Regions from separate parts of the Mus musculus genome. Here region 1 is linked to region 2. The links are chromatin contacts, called in public HiChIP or PLAC-seq maps. All regions are on one chromosome and are shown on one strand. The core of a region is the stretch at or near the end of the contact, and the rest is flanking DNA. Distances in the headings are between cores, read along the strand shown.

Evidence for each region. HiChIP or PLAC-seq counts read pairs in DNA pulled down with a chosen protein or histone mark.
Region 1: a contact with region 2 is called in an H3K27ac HiChIP or PLAC-seq map of bone marrow-derived dendritic cells, with 5 times the contacts expected there. The contact joins the promoter of Ccdc50 here to the promoter of Cldn1 in region 2. A contact is called at or near these places in 1 of 39 promoter capture datasets (hippocampal neurons) and 2 of 115 datasets of contacts at active chromatin or transcription factors (bone marrow-derived dendritic cells and microglia).

The regions. Positions count from the first base shown.
Region 1 is chr16:27,387,121-27,390,611 of GRCm38.p6, reverse strand. Ccdc50 (coiled-coil domain containing 50) reads right to left here and starts at 1,656. Exons shown (of 11, transcript NM_026202.4): 1 at 1,475-1,656. The coding sequence starts at 1,523.
Region 2 is chr16:26,369,686-26,373,195 of GRCm38.p6, reverse strand. Cldn1 (claudin 1) reads left to right here and starts at 1,357. Exons shown (of 4, transcript NM_016674.4): 1 at 1,357-1,792. The coding sequence starts at 1,570.

The DNA.
Region 1 (3,491 bases), core at 407-2,906, 1.0 Mb before region 2:
AAAAAAAATGAAAAGACCTCAGGGTTTCAAAGCGTACACAAAAAAGTTCTTTCCAGGTCACTAGCACAGGTGGAAGGCTGGGGAAGTCACAGCACCTCAACACTGAAGCTTTGCACCTCAGGTCAGGTTTTGTTTGAACTCCAGTATCAGCAACACCCACCATCAATGAAAGTACTACCAAGGGAGCACTTTGTCTTCAGACAAAACCAACACCTTTGCGCACAAAACCCATATCCAAAAGCAAGAGGGGAGCTCTACAGCTGGCCTCCAGGTGAAGAACCGATATGTCTTCCCAGTGGCTCCTTAGACTCCATTAACTAAAAACTGTAATAACCAAAGTCAAGTTAGGGACAGAAACGATGGAAAAATACCAAGACCAAAAGCTCAGCCTGAAGGCATTATTACTCTTTAGAAACAATGGAGTAGATCCAAACCTACTACAATTTAAACATAAAATCATTGACTCCTAGCCACGGTGCTTCTCTGAAACCCTAGGACAGATGCAGCCAAGTAGTCACTAATTGTCTTGGGATTTCCAAATTGGCCAGAGCGAGACCATCTGAGTCACTTGAAATTGGCAATGAAGCCTAAAGTCTCAAGAAAGGAAAAACTCCTTCACTTACACAACACACACATCCCAGTCCCAGACCGTGTTGGCCACAGATCTCTGGTGAAACAAAAGAGATCCACAACAAAGACCCCCCCCCCACCCCCCTCAGAACTTATGGCTTTAAGAGAGAGCACTCTTGAACGTTCTAGGTGTTGTCATAATGGAAGTCCAGTGCTTCCCAAGAAGGGAAAGACAGAGTGACAAGAAGATGAGCCAGTAACCAAAACAATAAAAATGCTAGGCCCCGGGGAGGGGAGGAGAGATGAAGTAAGCTAGGCCTGGCCAGTACTAGTCAATCTTATTTTCCTGGACTTCAATATAGCAGCCATGGGGGGCAACGGGGGTAACAGGATCACAAGCTCCCACCCACTCCAGCCTGGTCTTTATTAAAATGGAAGTGGGGAGATCATCTTTATAGGGGCTTGAGGTCCACCATTCAAAGCAATGCCAACCCTAAGATTTTCAACATTTTTGAAGCTAAGAGCCAGCCAGACACTAGACTAGGAAGAAGAAGTGGGAGAAGGGAGGAAGGGAGAGAGGAGGGAAAGAAAGGAGGAGGGAGGTAGAGGATAGAAAAGAAAAGAAGGAGGGAGAAGAGAGGAACAGAAGGAGAAGAGGAGGGAGAGGGTCATGTTTCAAAACAAAGGCTCCACTCCACTCGGAACGCCACCCCCTGGCCTGGGCCAGCCTGGAAGGGCTGGGATTTCTACATCAAGCGTCCACAGGGCAGAACAAGGCCGCGCGGCCAGGCGAGGGCCTCCCGCAGCCGCTGGCGGACCGAGCCAGCCCGCGGCGCTCCTAGCCCGCCCCGCGCCGCGTGCCCCGCGCAGCCCGGCTCCCCGGAGCCCGCGAGTCCCGACCTACCTTCCTTCACGCCCGGCAACTTGGACTGATCTACACTCACGTCGGCCATGGCGGCCGCTGGGCCTCGGGCGCGCGGAGATCACGGCGCACGCCCACCCCGCGGGCTGGCCCGGGTGGACGCCGGACTCTCCCGGGCCGGAAATGCACCGGAGTCCAGTACGGAGGGAGAGAGGTGCCAGAAAGGCGGCGGCGGCGGCGGCGGGGGGCGGGGGCTGCAAGGCTGCACCGCACGCAGAGGCGTGCGAGCCAGACCGCCTCCCCTCGCCTATGTGCCTGCCGCGCCCAGCCCAGGCCACAGCTCTGCGGCCTGAAGGCCGGGACCCCAAGGCTGCACCTGCCAGCTAGGCGCCGCCGGGACAGAGCCTATCTGCGCTCCACTCTGAGATTTAAGACTTGTGTAAAGTGCTTATTGAGTGCCAGGCACCACAAATCCTTATATCTGGGATTAGTGGGCATATACATACATACTTACAAACATACATACATACATACATACATACATACATACATACATACATGTGTGTGTGTGTGTGTGTGTGTGTGTGTGTGTGTGTGTGTGCTTTATATTTCTTTTTTTGTTTTGTTTTTTTGTTTTTAAAGAAACCAGAATACAAGACACTGAATTAAATTCTGGGCCCTTCTGGAAACGGAATATTCACAACCAGCAGGGAGAACTGAGTCACTCAATCAACAAAAAACTATAAATGTCTACCAGATCGGATGTTCAGTTTCGGGGGTGGAGGGATTGTGACAGAGACTTGTATGGGCTTCCCCTTCCAGCATGCCACTCACTGGTCTATAATTCTGACATTTGTGTTTCTCTGAAATGAGCGACTTTTCGCGTTTCATCCTATGGATCAGTACAGATTCATGCTCCTTTAGGAACTGTCTCTTCCCCTAAAGGAAACATTCCAGTCCTAAACTGGGTTTTCACTAATCTTATCTTTCAGTCCATTAGTCCACAAACCATGCATATTTATCAAAGAATGGGTGTGAGATCAAAACCGGTGGAGCAGAATACCTCCCTAGGCTTGCTACATAAAGGGTAGAGTAGCAAATTAGTATCTGTTTCCTGAGTGGGCGGCCACTCTCACTAGCAGACAATGAAACTAAACTGAAGATAAGCAAAGATAGGAGAAGGCGGAGAAGAGGGCAGTTTCTGATGGAAACACAGTAGCAAAGCACAGTTCCTCCTCAGAGTTAAGCTTGTTGGCAGGATCATTGAACTCTGGAATGTCAGCCCAACATCTTGTCAAAGTTCAACGTGTCACTTCAGCCACTGGCTTAAACTGGCTTCCCATCTCAGCTCAGACTCCTAGTGTGAGAGGTCAGGAGGAAGTGGTATGATTTTTAACTTGACACTAAAATTGGTTAGCAAAAACTAAGATGTAAATGAGAGCAAAAATTAGATCAGAAGTTGGCAAGCTGCTACCCACAGGCCAAACCCAGCCCGCTGAAACCCCGTGACTGTATTTGTTTAAATATTACATTTTAAATTATTTTTAATATGAGTCATTTAAATTTTGCCTTTTAAGCCCAAAATCTAAAGTACTATCAAACCCTTACAAGAAAATTTTGCACAGCCCTGTCAGAGATAGAGAGCACTCCATAAACAAAGTGTGAAGAAGGAAGGTATAGCAAAGTGGCTTTAGGGGTATTTATAAATGTCCTGCCATATATGGACCTGTTTTTTAAATTGTCCTATAGTTATAGAGAGCATTTATAATGACAGTATCTCTGCTTCTCTTTCCTTCTCTCTTTCTACTTCTCCACCACGTTGTTCCACTGGAGACTGACATGGAGCTCCTTGTTTCTGCTTCTGATGAGTGTGACGAGGAGAAGTAATAAAAGTCCGAAGAAAGAGACATGATAGAGTCTGCATTCCATTCTTCTGCTGGTATGCTAAACCCAACCATGATGGGCCAGAGGAGAGTTTGGAAGTCTATTCTTTCTTCCCACTGGTCTCCAGGGGAGGAAAGGCATTCACCTTTGCTATTTGATTCATCTCACAGCCCAC
Region 2 (3,510 bases), core at 108-2,607:
GTTCTGTTGTCATCACTACTCCCTAAGTCCCTGACTACAGCAGATCTGAGTCTTTATCCTTAAGCATTGACAAAGCTGGTCTGAGAACAGTGAGCATGGGAGTGAGGGCAGTAAGGCTTTGTTTGTCGTTCTATTTTGTTTTTCACATAACTTTCTTGTGGCAAGCTTGTACTTTCCTTAGCATGCATGGAAGCATCCCTTGTTTTCACTCATGTGTTTATTTCTGCCCTCAATTCTCCTGTTTTTACTAAATCCATAGAAGCCTCTCTTTCCACCGTACTCACACCACAGACAAAATAACAGCTGAGAAAACATTTTAATTATTCTCAACCACAATGTGGGCTTCTGTGTAGCAACAAGCAAGGAAGCTGTACAGACCCAGAGAGGACAGCAAGAGGCAGCCTAGGTCAAAGCCTGGGGAGATTACTGCCAGCTCCAAAGCCAGAGACTAAGTTCTACTAGGATGCATCCAAGTGTCTCTCTTTCTCCTGGAAGAGAATGTGGAGGAACTTGCTGAATTCCATCTGATAAGTCTTTGCTGGTCAGGCATCTCAGATAAGGAGTTACTATGCTAAGCAAATTGCTTTAAGGAAAAAGTGTATGTGTATGTGTATGTGTATGTGTATGTGTATGTGTATGTGTGTATATGTGTGTCTGTGTGTTTGTGCCCGTGCATGCATGCATTGGGTGTGTCAGATAGTGGACTGCATTTTCAAAAGGAAAATAAAAACCCAAAAGACAATATATATATATATGCAGTGGAAAGCACACAGATCTAAGAGTGTACTAGAAACCTGCCCTGAGGCACTCTCCGGTTAGCTCTTCTCTAATCTATAAAGTTTCAACATCTCTGAGACCCATGGGAGAAATGGGAGAAATCTAATGGAATGACCTTAAGGAACAGAAGGGAGCAGAGGGCCCCTAAAAGAGAAGGAACTATCAGACAAGAGGTGCCCAAGGGTGAAGGGAATATAGAAATATCGAGTTAGACACATTTCCTGAATAAAATACTGGGAATATACTAAAAAATGAAAATAGGTTTCTAGTTCCCCCCAGTTTTTCCATCTTTATGTGTTGTTTTTGCATTTACACAGATGAGGTAACTTTTATTATTAGTTAATTACGGAGTGAAATGAAGAAAATGCCTATCAAGTGCTAGGAGAGACACGAAGGGAAGAGGTTAGGGATGCCTGATTCTCTTCAGATGGTCCCCAGGTAGCCCACGGGGCATCATCATCCACCACGGAGCTGGCCTGCGAGGACCTTTGTGGGGATTCGGCCACGAAACCACCAGGGGGCGCTGCATGCCGGGAGGGGCGGAGCTGCTTTAAATCACAGCGCCGGGCGGTTCAGCGTCTCAGAGAACTCTGCCACTTCTCACTTCCAGACTCCACCACCGCCTACCCGGACCAGAAGCCAGGAGCCTCGCCCCGCAGCTGCACAGAGAGCAAGGGTATAGGCACTAACTTGTTTGCAGAGACCCCATCACCTTCGGGAGCTCAGGTGCGCACCTTGCAAACTCCACTTTCTGCATCTGCCACTGAGCCCGCGGGAGCCTCGGAAAGAGCCATGGCCAACGCGGGGCTGCAGCTGCTGGGTTTCATCCTGGCTTCTCTGGGATGGATCGGCTCCATCGTCAGCACTGCCCTGCCCCAGTGGAAGATTTACTCCTATGCTGGGGACAACATCGTGACCGCTCAGGCCATCTACGAGGGACTGTGGATGTCCTGCGTTTCGCAAAGCACCGGGCAGATACAGTGCAAAGTCTTCGACTCCTTGCTGAATCTGAACAGTGAGTGCACCCTCATCCTCCAACTCCCCACTCCCTATCCTTGGACTCTCCCCCACCCTCTCTACCCCCACTCCCCAGCCTTGGAGCCCTTGTCCTCTGTAGTAGCTTCATTCAGCCCAGAGGCTACCCTCGAAATTGGTCAAGGCTTTTCAGCATGTGCTCTGTCCTGATAAAGCAGAAAGAACCCAAGCCCTAGGTTAAAGCCCTAGATTTGCCTCTAACTCTCTACTTGGCACCTTCTGCCCTTTTAGGTGTGATTTTTTTTTTGTCTCAAATTCTAATCAAGGTGGGTGGAGATTGGGAGAATGAAGACCACTGTGGAACTTAGGTTCTTGGGCCTCTTCTGCACATTCATTCTAATAGGGTTTGAACAAGAAAACGGCACACTTTGGGTAGGTTTACAAGCGTTAACTAGATGATTCTGAAATATCAAATAAGAAACTTTCTGAGTTGTCTCATGGCATTTCCAACGCACAGCTAAGGTTTACTCTTTGGGTCTTTTGGTTTTCTACCTTGAAGAACCTCTTGAGATCCCCCCCCCCCCGCCCCCAAAGGATGGACTAGGATTTGCAGGAGAGTCAACTTGTGCGGTACAAGTTTAGAATAAGAAGGACTGGTGGCATCTGGGGAGTGGGTCACTGAAGAGAGCTCTTCTGAATAAACTCAGCAGCATGGCAGCAAGAGCGAAGGCACAGAAGGAGGCAGCCTGGTTGAGGTCACCATGTGGGAAGAAGTCTGTGAGGAAAAAGAAAGGCTATTCCCATGTTTTTCCTTCCGCAATGGAATCTCTATGTATTGATGCATTGGTCCTATATGTAAAGTGAGAAAGGCATGCATAGACAGGAGTATCTCTACTGATTCTGGGGAGACGGGTGATAAGATGTATTCGCCTTCACTTTTAGCTAAAACTTTTTTCAGGGCTTTGTCAGAAAGCCATTCAATTCCTACAGGGCATGTTCTCTTCCTGGAGAAATCACATTGGTTGTCCTGCCCTTTACCTCACAGGAGGAAGAGTTCCCTTAGCCTTTGCCTAAACAAAGCTACTCCACAGTCCCCTGGGAATGCTGCTGTGAACAGTGCTGGCATTGTCCCTGACCTATGAGAGTGGAGCTCTTCCTCCTTCCCAACAAAAGCACTTCACTTTACAGTTATGAGACCTGCCACAAATCAGCTTGACACTGTGAGAACCTGTAGAATGTACTCAGCTGGCATGGTTTTGTCTCCACATCTGGACTCCTCTATTAAAAGTAATCTATACATTTGGAAAGCATGTCCTATTTATTACCCTCCCCGGATACACTCAGACTGTTGACGATTGGGAACTAGTCCAGTGGAAAGAAAATGGTGCCAGGCATTTTCAGAACCATATTGTAGACCTGGCAGGTGAGATCTGCTACAGCAAGTCCAGAGAGGGCTTCCTATCAATTTTATTCCTCTAATCCAAATTCTTTATTTTATCAGGTCTAAGTTTCCCAAATGCCTGGATAGAATGATGGTCCATGCAGCAAATATTCAGATCGCTCCTACCCAGAATAATTCATTAAATGGTTGATTGTAATTTATTCCTTTTAAATATACTTATTATATTTCCTAAAACGGTGATAAACACATTGACTATCCTTCCATCACAAGGAGTGTTTAGAAGTGGCTTGTTTGTTGATTTGTTTTAGCGGAAAACAGCTTCCATCTTCTGTTCTGGTTAAAGCTACAGTTTATTC